2 separate regions of the Lactuca sativa genome follow, and region 1 is linked to region 2. A link is a contact called in public Hi-C data. All regions are on one chromosome and are shown on one strand. Each heading gives the region's core, a stretch centred on a gene start, on an enhancer-like site or on the middle of the called end of the contact. The rest is flanking DNA. Distances are from core to core; before and after follow the strand shown. Region 1 holds the start of LOC111918539. Region 2 holds the start of LOC111918537.

Region 1 (6,639 bases), core at 20-2,519, 250 kb before region 2:
CTTGCTTTATGTTGTTATGTACTTTCAAGCCCTCCCACTTTTTCTTTTTACATAAGAGAACCTTCGAAAAAGTTATAGATGATTATATTCAACAACTTGGTAGTATTTGTCTTTCTTTGTTGGTGTTCAGTAGCCCTTCTCCTATCAGGTTATGAATATTAACTTAAAATATTATTTTTGGTAATAAGTTAATTCATGTATTCGCAATATTCATATAATCATATTACAAAAACATTAATCTATTATTTGTTTTGGAATGAATCCAATTTTATTAAAAACAAATATCAACAAGGAGCTATATAAAAAAGTCAATACATCTATAACAAAATTGAACATATTATAACATCAATCGATTCATTTAAGACTTGAAAATGACGACATATGGCTAAACCAAAAACAAAAATACCCACAACAATATTAGGAATGGACACAACAATTTGTATGGAAAATAGCCAATTTCTAGCTTTTCATTATTTAGTTTGATGACTATGTGTTTTCAAGATACACAATAATCGATAACAAGTATCAACAATAAGGATTAAATTTGACAACCATGATAACATGTGGCGTGACAAGTACGTTTGTGATGTTATGATATTTTATTTTCTTTCCTAGATGTTGATGGATCATTTACGTTCTAGTTTGTGTTCTCATGACCAAATTTTTTTTTTAATCATCATTTTCTATCTTTTTAAGTCACTATGTGAGTTTGGTGCAAAAATGAACTATTTGGTAAGACTATAATCACAAACATATATGTTAATAATCAACATCATAACAAACAAAATAATCAACCAATCAACAATGAATATGAGAATAAAATTAGAAACTCACATTGGCAATGTTATATGGACATAATACATAAACATTAGCCAATTGACATGAGAATTAAAGAATTAACCAAAGTAAAATTGACAATGTTATATGGACATAAGACATAAACATTGGCCAATTGACATGAGAATTAAAGAATTAACCAAAGTAAAAGGCATAATGTCTAATTTTAGCTGTAAAACAATTTCTTTAAAGAAAATCATGATATCTTTTTTGCAGTGTCGTGGGCTTACAAGTTACAATAAAGGAAAAGGGAAAAAGAAGAAGCATAGACAACTAAGGAATGGATACGTACAAGGAGTAGAAAGATATGGATAAAAGCTCAAGGATCTCATAAGAAACTTTAGAAAACTTAAGGGGCCAAGGAGAAATATACGCTTAATAAGCATGAAAGATTAAAAGCAACATCACTAGTGGTATATAATGCAGCCATTGACGACAGTAATCAAAGCTTCCGCTTCCTTATTTGTTTACTTACACCAAAAACCTCACACACCTACAATGTGTATGTGTGTGTGAAAATTTGTAGATCCGAAAATTTCACCGATGCTTGAGGAATTAAATTAAATAAATCACAGAAAACGACGGAAAAATCAATCTCAGTTCAGAAGAATCAGTCCTGTTGTCTCTCGGATCTGCAACAATGTTAGATGGATTGCTTGGGCGCAGTGGTTTCAGCTCCAAATGGTTAGATTCCTGCATATAAACTCTTTATTTTTGTGCTGTGTTTCTGAAACTGAATCGCCGTATTTGATTTAAATCACATATGAATATAAGATAGACGGATGTAGTAGATTAGTTACGAAATCGGCGATGTTGAGATGATGATGTTTGTGTGTTTTGAAGTAAATCACTGATTAAGCCGACGAGGACACGGATAGAGGCGTTGCGGAGGAGGGCGGAGGCGAAACAGAGATTTTTGAAGGAAGATCTTGCGAAATTACTTGCAAATGGCCTTGATGTTAATGCATATGGAAGGGTATTGATTTCGAATTTTGATTTAATTTATCCAATGCATGCAGATGTTTTTAAAGCTTCATGTTCTTTATCTTAATTTGTGTGTGGTGTCTACGTTTAGATTGAGTCTGTGTGTGTAAATGAAATTGAGCTTGAATATTATAATTTCCAGATGACAAATTGAGAAATTAAGGATTGTAGTTCACATTATACAGAACAGCTTTCTGTTTTCAAGTTGTAGCTAATATAATTATAAAGTAATCTGTTTATTTATTAACTTTTTTATTATCATATTGAGAAAAATGCTACAACATGATGCATACATAAACTCTTACACTTTGTTCTTGAAATTGGTTTTATGGGACCGAATGATAGGCTAACTACTTTAGTATTGTTACACCTAAAAAAGTGTTTTCCCCTTTCAATTTTAGGAGAAAAAGGGAGGGAATGGATAGCTTTTTTGTAATGATATAAATCTCCCTTTTATTTGCTTCAGAGAGGGAGACAAAGCTTTATCACATATTATAATAATCAAAATATTTGCAATATTGTAAAACCATATGCTTTCTTTTCCTTTTTGCTTTTGTTCATGCATATCATGATATGTTTGTTTGTGATTTCATTCTTATAATAAACTCTAACTGAAGTTCTGTTTCATGTGAGGTTTTTTACAGACTGAAGACTTCATTGCTGGATTGAATCTGCTATCTTGTTATAATTTTATTGACCAGTCATGTGAATATATTCTGAAGCAGCTATCAGTCATGCAGAAACTAGGGTATGAAGAAAGATTAATTAAAACAACAATCACCATACTCTTTTCCTACCTTTATCCATACATTATACAATGGAATTGGAATTTGAGATTCCATTCCCACTTAACATTCCTATGTTTGATTCATTCAGGCAATGTCCAGAAGAGTGCAGAGAGACTGTTGCATCACTGATGTTTGCTGCTGCAAGATTTTCTGATCTTCCTGAATTGCGTGACCTCAGGGATGTATTTCAGGAGAGATATGGAAATGGTTTAGAATGTTATGTTAATCAAATGGTAGGTCTATATATGAAAGAACTAATATCATTCATTCATTCATATTTCATACTTGTTATATGCATCTAAACATTTTTATTTTTTTTTAAATTTTGGTAGTTTGTTGAGAAGTTAGCCTCTAAACCTCCTGTGGTGGAGAAGAGAATAAAGTTATTGCAAGATATAGCAGCAGAGTTTTCTATTCAGTGGGATTCCAAAGGATTTAAACAAAGGATGGATTCACCCTCCACACTTGCTCAGGTACTTTGCTTTTTGTCATTTATGATGATAATAAGGATGTGGAGGGCATTTACGTCATTTCCACATATTAAACAAACTGCAGGATCAAGTAAGGAAATCTGTAGCTTCGATTACCACTGATGAAAATAATGATTTTCGGAAAAATGATCATCGATCTAAAGAAAGAATAGAGCAGATTCCCCATAATGATGGGAGTGTAAATGTTAGGAGGAAAGAGGTGTTTGTGAGAACAGAAGAAAAACATGCTCAGGTAAGGCTACTGATAACTAATTTGGAGTAATTAATTTATGTTTTTAGTCCCTGTGCTTTGGTGATTTTATTGGATTTGGTCCTCACTTGACTTTGCTGCTTCATCCAATTCTATTTGTTAGTTTTTTTTTTTTTTTTTTTTACAAATGTCTTAAATCTTTTTGTTACAATAACTTTAGAAATTAGGTTTATATCATAAAAGATGCTATATATTAAGTTTTTTTTTTTTTTTTTTTTTTTTTTTTCCAAAAAAAGAACTTGCATTTTTTCTGAGAAAACCCTCATTTTTTTTTTTCCGAAAAAACTCTCAACCTTTTAACCATTTCCGAAAAACAGTCAACTTTTTACTTTTTTTTTTCCGAAAAGCCCCTCACATTTGACAAGTTTTTCGGAAAAAAAAACTGCTAAAAGGGCCTAATCGAAAAAAATGCAAGGTCTTTTTCAGGAAAAAAAATAAAGTTGAGGTTTAATTTGGAAGAAAACGCAATATATAAGATCTTTTATGATATTAAGTACTAACCCTACAAATTATATTATTAGATAACTATAACCAAATGAGTAATTCGTATATAAATAATTCAAATTAATTGTTGTGCTATTAAAACAAACATTTTATTAAACTTGAAGGACCAAAGTGAAACATTTTATTTTGATTTTTGACTTTTTCTTCTAAACAAACCACAGGACCAAGCAATGAAATTTAGAGCTTCAAATGTCACTGATGATAAGTACAAGGTACCAAATGGAAATGTGAAAACTGATGAGCGTTCTAAAGAAAGAATTGAGCATTCTTATGTGGGGCCCACATTGGGAAGACAAGAAAAACTTCACAATCTCAATCTCAATCTCAAACACCAAGTCTATTTGTCCAAACCAAGGCCGGAATCTGATTCCGGGAACAACGGAATCGGAAACAACCATATTTCAGCCACTTCTTATCTCGACAAAAGGCCAGAAAGACACACCAGAATGCCACAAGTCAACAGGGAAGAACAAGAAGAAGAATATGTTGAAAAGTCAACTACAAGGAAAGTGCAAGAGAAGGAGGAAGAACCAGTTAGGTTGTTAAAACCATGCTACAACAATACTCCTCCTCTTCCACCACCATACATTATCAAGTCAAACATCCCACCACCATACACCAAACCCAACCACCACCAACAACCTCCATCCGACCTCCTGCCGCCACCCATCTCCGAGAGGAGGAACAAAGAGCAAAACCAAAACGACATGCCTTTACCCAAACCAAGATCAGTGAGAAGAAAACACTCGAAATCATCATCTAGTCATGACGATGTAGGAAGCTCGGAAGATTCTAGAATCGTGAAGAGAGTTTCTAGTAGCAGAAGAAAAGAAAGAAAAGGGTTACAGATATTATTTGATGATGAGCATTATCACCATAAAGCTAAAGCTAAAGACGAAGAGGAAAAAATGATGGATAAGTTATTGTTACATTATAGTAAAAAACCATCGGCTTATGATCATGGGAAAGTAAGGAGGAAAAAATCAACCAAATCTCCTCCTGTGAATGATAATGATAATGATAATGATGATGAGGTGGAGGTGGAAACGAACGTTAGTGTTCCTCCCATGAGATCGATTTCGCTTCCTCATGAATCGGATGCGAATAATAATAAGAAGAAGAAAGTGTACGCACGTGCTAATTCGTTTCAGCCGGATAATCAGGCGCCACATGTGCATCCTAAGTTGCCGGATTATGATGATTTGGCGGCTAGGTTTGCGGCTTTGCGAGGGAGGTGACTGAATGTTTGTTTGACTAGATGAGTGTAGAGTTTTACTGGATTATATAATATATATATTTACATGATGAAATTTGAGACATCTATCTACGTGTAACATATTTACATGATGAAATTATGAAAACATTTGATTCATTCCTTCATCCACCACGGACCTTAAACAACAATCGCTATTATTCATGGAATTTTAAACATGCAAAAATACAACAACAATGAACCTGTAAATATATAATCCAAATATGATTCTATGTTATGTTTAGGTTCTCTTGGTGAATTAAGAAGTTTATATTTTATTAGGACGAAATATATAATAGATACTTTTATCGAGAACTAAGGTGAATGGATAAAGAAATTCAAATCCAAAGCATGAAAGTATATTTAAGGACATGTACTTGTGATATAACTAACTCTCCTTAACAAGTAGAACAAAGCTCACTTCACTTATAAGGTTGATTGGTTGGCGAGTTGTCATGACCAACCCCCATCCTCCGGTAGCCTCCTACCAGCACCCAATTTTGGTAGGTGGAACAATCGACACACCTTTAACCAAACCGAAAACAGTTAAAAGAAAATACTCAAAATCATCATTAAGCCACGACGATGTTCAAAGCTTGGAAGAATTGTAAGAATCGTGAAGAGAGTTTCTAGTAGTAGAAGAAAAGAAAGAAAAGTGTTACATATTTTTATTACATCATAGTAAAGAACCATCTATTTATGATGGGAAAGTAAGGAATAAAAAATCAAGCAAATCTCTAGTGTTTTTGAATGATGAGGTTATAAAGAATGTTCGTGGTCCTCCATGAGATTCATTTCTCTTCCTCATGAATTGGAACCTAAGAAGAAAGTGTATTTACGTTCTGATCAATGTTTTAAAAACCGGTTTAAACCGGCCGGTCGAACCGGGAACCGGTGGACGGTACGGTTCAACTATCACCGGTTTTATATTGATTTCTGATCCGGATTGAACCGGCCGGTTTTTAGAAAAAACCAGTTGAACCGGTCAAAATAAACCGGTTGAACCGGTTAAATCGAATAAAAACACATGAAAAAAAAAACAATTTATATAATAAACTTTCGTGATTTTTTTTTTTCATATCTATTTAATTTTTTCTAAATAAAAACATATGATAAATGCGATAAATTTTTTTGATGTGTTTGTATTCTTTTAAAACTATATTTCGTTACGGTATTATACTTTATTTCTTTTTGACGTATATGAATTGATGTAAAACACTATAACTTATGGTTATGTGTTATTTTAATGTTTTTGGATTTATCTACAATTTTTTTTATGTGTATTTTTAATCTTTGAATTTGTAAACATCAAATTCATGATTTATATATGTATGTATGTGTAGGAAAATAGAAAAAAAACATGAAAACTATAGAAACCGGTTGATCCGGCGGTCGAACCGGTTAAACCGGGAACCGGTCAACATACCGGTTCAATTAAAAAACTGGTTTTTAAAACATTGGTTCTAATTCGTTTCATCCGGATAATCACGCGCCATGTGTGCATCTTTAAGTTGCATGATTATGATGATTTGT
Region 2 (6,585 bases), core at 2,712-5,211:
GATGAAGGCATATTTCTCTGTACTCTCTCTCTCTCTCTCTCTCTCTAACTCTGTGTATGTGTGTGAACCTATACGCTAATCATTTGTCCCTTAGTTGCAGAATGAAGTTATTAGCTGGCCAATTCCGAAAATCCCAAAACCTTCGTCAGATGCTATTGAGATGAGAGAATCTCTTTCTAAATGCAACAACATCCATGTGTACCTTTATAGTTGTCTGAACCTAGCAAGAGATGTTTCTGGGGAGAGTTCAGATCTGATATCAAAAACATGGTGGTTTCTTTATCGAATGGTATAACAGAGAGGTTCAATTTATGCTTTACTCATGACTTTGTAAGTTACTAAAGTATTCTTCACATATTATGACAAAAGTGGGGTTATTAGAGATTTTTCAGTTTTGGATTTAACCCTCTTGCTTATGCTTGGTTTTTATTGTTGAGCAGATCTGTCAGCCTTGAGTGCGTACCTGAATATTCGTTGATTTTTAGTATTCATCTAAGTTGTAAAATCCTTGCTGCTACCATCCATGTTACAGAGTGAAATCATCTATATTGTAAAATCCTTGCTGCTACCATCGACCTAATCACTTCTATACATGTAATCAGGTATGGAGAGCTTGTAGGTGCAAGTTTGTTGACTCTTATGTGCAAAAGGAATTGATAGATATTTTGGGTTTTTTTATTTCAGATCTAACTATGGCTACCCCTCCCTCTCTCATACACACATAAATGGATATAATCAGGTAGGCTTTACCATTCGGTTCTTTCCAAACAAACCAATTATTACAAAGAATTTTTGATTTTGGAAGACTGATTAATTGAAAAGGTTCATTGTTTCTTTTGGTTAATAATTTAAAGAAGTTGCGATTTATTGATGTCTTAATGGGTTTACCAAAGTTGCTTGGTAATTATTGATTTCTTTTGTGCTAAATCTTCAAGCTCATATATCATACAATGAGGGTTTTATTATATTGGATGGTGATTGAAATAAGTAGATGCTACTCTTTGAAGTTTTATGGTGCTGCTTATGGTTCTTTTTTGCTGATATGGAGGTTTTATTATCCGGTTGTCCTTTGAATTTCTTGATTTGTTATCATATTTGTTTGGTAATGTATTGTGATTAGGTTGTCATAAATGTTGTTGCACTCTCTATCTATTCGATAAAATGTATGAGAGAGTGTTTAATTGTCATTCTTAACTTTAATTAGCTCAAGTTATCATCCGAAATGGACTAATCTATGTAATATGTCCAGTAAAACACGTTCACTCAACAAATTACTAATCTTTACAAACTCAGCTAAATTATGGAGTTTACAAGTATGTAAAATTGAAAATTTTATGGATCTTATGCAAGTATGTAAATTTGATTACTTATTAGGGGGTTTATATTGGCATCACCGAACATGGAATCCTTAACTGCTGGAATTATTTAACTTCTGAAACATACATCAATTTATTTAGTAAGACAGTCATAGAAAATCAACAATAAAGTTTCTAAAGGATTGGCATTTATCCTTTGTGATGGTAGATGCTAACTAATCATGTAACTTTGTCTGCTTAACTTTTCATTGTTGTTGTGCCTAATGAATTGTAATCTCAAACTTCCAATATTTTCTTATTTGAGGTAAATTAAATAGTAATCTTTATTTGATTTAAATTTCACACATTGGCGTCCCCTAACATTTTTTGAAGAAAGAGATTTCAACATAATGGAATTGTTGAGCTATCATTGGCAATATTTGGTGATTTGGCAATGCAAATTAAGGGATAAGTTACTTTGGGAGAGTTAGGGTGTCACTTGAACTGTATTTGCAAAAATTTATATGGGTGTGGGCTAGCTATTAAGGTTTTGTCGTACATGCTGGTGTTGGTATTCAGTTTTCCCAAATAATCATTCAATAAGAGATTTACTGCACTTTAGAGTCTCATTTCTATGGTAATGTTGTTGTATAGACTTTCTAGAAGTGATGCAGTTTTCATATCAAAGAAGATTTTTTTGATTTGGAAAATATATTTAATGAGGGTTTTAAGGCTTGGGGTTATATATCTTCCTGGTTGTAATATGATTCAAAGTCTTATGTAATTTGTCTCTTTGGGTTGTAAAATAGCAAAAGTTTGCACATATATGTTGGACTGCGTTCTATTTGATTAAGTCAAATTTTACTTTATTACTACTTATTTGTATATAAGTAATTACTTTATTACTACTTATTTGTATATAAGTAAGGACGTGAGTTAATTTTTACCCAGATACCGTTTATCTGTGTTCCATTTTGACATGTGAGTATATGTTGTATACAGGAAAGGCTGTAAGTCAAATTTTACATTATTACCTGTGAGTTAAGTGAAGTTTTTTTTATTTTGTTTTTATTTATTTTTATTTTTTTTACAAATCAAGACTTACGTCGTATAGAAACCAACTACATGTCAAAAGGATAAAGCTTTAAAACTTTAAATGTAGATAACGTCTTTCGTCAATAAGGGTGTTTGAAGAAAACCAAATCCGAATAAACCGACTGGACAAAATAAGGTTTGTTTTAATCGGTTGATTTTATTCAGTTTTCAGTTAAATCGAAATTTTAAAACCTTATTTTATTCGGTTTTCGGTTAACATTTTGTCTATTTAGGTTAACAGAATAAACCGGTCAAGATTTTAAAATTATAAACCTTTTTATTTTTATTTTTTTGATTATACATATTTATTCCATAATAAATTAAACTATTAGTTGGAAACTCTTAATGAAAGTAATCGATTCTGCTTTATATGGGTTGTGTATGGTTACGATGTTATTTCTAAATCTTTAATTTTCGTATTTTTTAGCTTAAAATAACATATTTTTCCTTCTAACACAAAACAATAATATAATTATTTTTAACCCAAAAAACAACTTACTTTTATTTTTCACCAAAAATAATAACAAATTTATATTTTTTAACCAAAATCGTGGATATTTTTACTTTTTAATCTAAAACAACAATATACTTATATTTTTAAACCAAGACATGAACATATTTTAGTTTTTACAGACTACAATGTGTTTTCTTTGAAATATGAAATGTTTCACTGCAAAGAAATAAAAACCACAAGCCGAGAGAAAACCGATCGCCTCTAGGAAACTATTCACCAAAATGAATCTGTCACATATGCCGCAACCAGAAGGAAATCATCTAATGACACCAAAAGGAAACCAATCGTTGAAATGAACTAATCTCCAACGCCGCATCGCGCGGGTACGCTACTAGTATATATATATATATATATATATATATATATATATATATATATATATATATATATATATATATATATATATATATATATATATATATATAGGTAAAGTGAATATACCTAACAACCTTATATAAGCTTAGTTACCTAACCATATCATACTACGTAATTTTGTATCATATTTGCATTGTAATCACTCAAACTTCTTAAAATTCAACTTTGTAACTTGATTGCTTCCAAAATATTTAGACTTTTACCATTATCTTCCTTCAAATGACGTCTTTCTATGGGAGACTCCTTGGTGGGCTTCATATACTACCGTTACAAATCAAATGATGTAGGAGGAATATAATGGTGAATGTCTGAAAATCTTAGAAGTAAATTAAGTTAATGGTTCAACTTTAAGAATCTTAGATGATTGCAATGAAAATATAATGCAAAACAATGTAGTATAATGTGGTTAGATACCTAAGCTTATATAAGGTTGTTAGGTATATTCACTTTACCATATATATATATATATATATATATATATATATATATATATATATATATATATATATATATATATGATTCAATAGAACATGTTTTTTTTTTTTTTTCTGCACACAAATTAGAAAACTAATTTAATGAGATTTGGGCCAATTAGTGAATAAAGGGTTTCTGATTTGAACAAGGGCCCAAAAAGAAGAAAAAAAAAACGTTTTTTTTTTCTTTTATTTCTTTAGGGCAAAACACGATCTCTTCCTCTCGCAGCAAGTTCACTTCGTGTGTTTGGCGATCTTCCAAAACAGCTTACGAGCTCAAGATCATTCACGAGCCAAGTTTAAACTGTCGACGATTCTGAACAGGAGAGTTTTAATCGCCGATTTCTCTTGCTGCTATCACGATCTCAGAATAGGTAACGATCTTCTAAGAGATTATTTGCAGTCGCTAAGTTGTATACCTCACGAGAATTACTGAGTAGTTTTACTGCTTGATATCTCCAAACAGATTCTGGAATAGGAATCGATTTCAGGAACTTATTTTTCTGTTTACACGAACTTAGATAAATTGAGTACAGGATCCTATCTCATTATATACTATACAAAACACACACTTTCCTAATATGCGCGAGTCCAACATACCTTTGATTATGTAGCTATTTTGGACTTATTTTATCGAATAACATGGAAAATTGAATTATAATTAAGTTAATCGATTAACTGACATTGGCTTCAAACTTCAAATTTATATATGTTTTACATCTTTCTTCTTACATGACTAATATCATTTAGATTGCACAATCTTGTTCTAGTATAATACTACAATTTATGTATATCCTTAGCTACAAGGCTTTCATAAAATAACAACCTACTCTATATATATGTTAAAATAAGATCTAATGTCAACTTATTATACGTTTTTTTTTGCAGTTCAGTTTACTAACTTTTTATGGTTTTACCCAAACATATGTAATATATTTTTTTCATTTTTGGACAAATTTTGCTAATGATATGTTAAAAATGCCATTTTTCGGTTTCTTCACATCCCTGTTACCCTTGGTGACTGGGCATTTCTAAGTGTGACACTTTTTGAAGTAGAAAAAAAGAACAGTAGACAAATAAAATAAGTACATTGTTATTTTATAACCTTATCTTATTTTCTTTAAATAGACTACCCAACTTTGACTTCTACTATTTTTTTTGCAGATATCGCGAATGGGCTATTTTTAATCCAGCTAAAAAACTAACTGAAGGATTATTCATAAAATCGGAAATGAGTTTATTTCTAAAGCTTAGGCACCATTTACCCCATGGATTTCAATTTCACACACGTGGTCCAATAATTTCCCTCAATTCCACATGGTTGACCAGAAAATTCAGTCAACCCGCAAAACAAACACAAGAAGAAGAAGAAGAAGAAATAGAAATGGACCAAAAACGTCTCCCAACCGATTACGACCCGGCAACATTCGATCCAACCGAACACCGGAGCCCACCAACAGACCGTGTTTGGAGACTCGTGGATGAAATGTCATCGCTCACATTACTCGAAGTGGCTCAACTCTCTTCAATTATGATGAAAAAAATGGGCATGAAAGAGCCGCCGGTGGTGGCGGTGATGAAGCCGGGTGCCGCCGGTTTAGCCGCTGGTGGTGGTCAGGCGGCGGCTGCTAAGGAGGAGGTGAAGCCGGAAAAGTCGGTTTTTGAATTGAAGTTGGAGTCGTTTGAGGCGGCTTCGAAGATTAAGATTATTAAGGAAGTTAGGAGTTGTACTGATTTAGGGCTTAAGGAAGCCAAAGATTTGGTTGAAAAGGCACCGGTTGTGTTTAAGAAAGGGGTGAGTAAAGAAGAATGTGAGCAAATAATTGAGAAAATGAAAGGTGTTGGTGCTAAAGTTGTTATGGAGTAGTGAAGAATATGATAAATTTGAGGCGACATTTTTTTTTTTGTTGTTGTAGGGTTTAGGGGCATATTTATTGTTGATGTATGCTTGGGAACCATTTCTAAAAGGGTGAAATTTGGATTTTTTTTATATTTTTTTTGGACCCTTTTGGGATGTATGCAAGAGCAAGAAGATTTAATAATGTGATATGCTTGTTTTGAGGGTGTTGATTTTGGTAGGTTTGATGGAATTGGATTATGAGTTTTGAATACTTTGAATTTCATGTTTGATAGATAAATATAAGTACAAGATTTATTTATATATATATTTAAAATGAACAAAAGAATAATTTTAATTTTTTTGTATAAATGTATTACTGAATTCCAATCCATTTGGTCCCATGCTTGTAGATCAGTATTGTTTGGATCTCTATGGTTTGGTTGTCATTTCTCATTATATATAAATATAAAGAATAAGATTTTTATTGCTTTTAATTTATCTCGATTAACAGGACCATAGTGATATTTTGATTATGCATCGTCTTTCCACAGACTATACCTAGCATGGAAGGTTCTGTAGATTTTGTTTCTTCTGAACAAAACATTTTTACTTTGTTGGTTTTTTTCAAGGGTAAAATACACTAAATAGCAGCATACTTTCAATGATTTGTTTATTATACCATTCTACTTTGTTTCAATAACCTACCCAACTATAGGCTATTATTTATTAGCAATGTCATCCAAATACAAATGTCCTAATAAGATTCTTTTGTTATTGCTATTATCGAATAGCTTTTTCAAGTACAATGCCTTAATAACAAAACAATTAGTATTTATTAACACAAGGACAAAAATGAAAATATGATATTGTTGTGATACATAAATAAAGAAAGTCCATTGCTATTTCTTATATCAACCATGTAGTGTTTGATTTCTATTAAAACTTATATATATATATATATATATATATATATATATATATATATATATATAT

Evidence for each region. Hi-C and Micro-C count contacts between places; a contact is called where the count stands out from the background.
Region 1: a Hi-C map of leaf shows a contact between it and region 2, with 6 times the contacts expected there. The contact joins the promoter of LOC111918539 here to the promoter of LOC111918537 in region 2. A contact is called at or near these places in 3 of 4 Hi-C or Micro-C datasets (leaf and seed).

Annotation. Positions count from the first base shown.
Region 1 is chr8:146,516,051-146,522,689 of Lsat_Salinas_v11, reverse strand. It overlaps LOC111918539, which reads left to right and starts at 1,269. Exons shown (of 7, transcript XM_023914191.3): 1 at 1,269-1,521; 2 at 1,681-1,813; 3 at 2,466-2,569; 4 at 2,698-2,842; 5 at 2,942-3,082; 6 at 3,165-3,332; 7 at 4,016-5,229. The coding sequence starts at 1,478. The coding sequence ends at 5,092.
Region 2 is chr8:146,269,096-146,275,680 of Lsat_Salinas_v11, reverse strand. It overlaps LOC111918537, which reads left to right and starts at 3,961. Exons shown (of 2, transcript XM_023914190.3): 1 at 3,961-4,126; 2 at 4,917-5,813. The coding sequence starts at 4,984. The coding sequence ends at 5,619.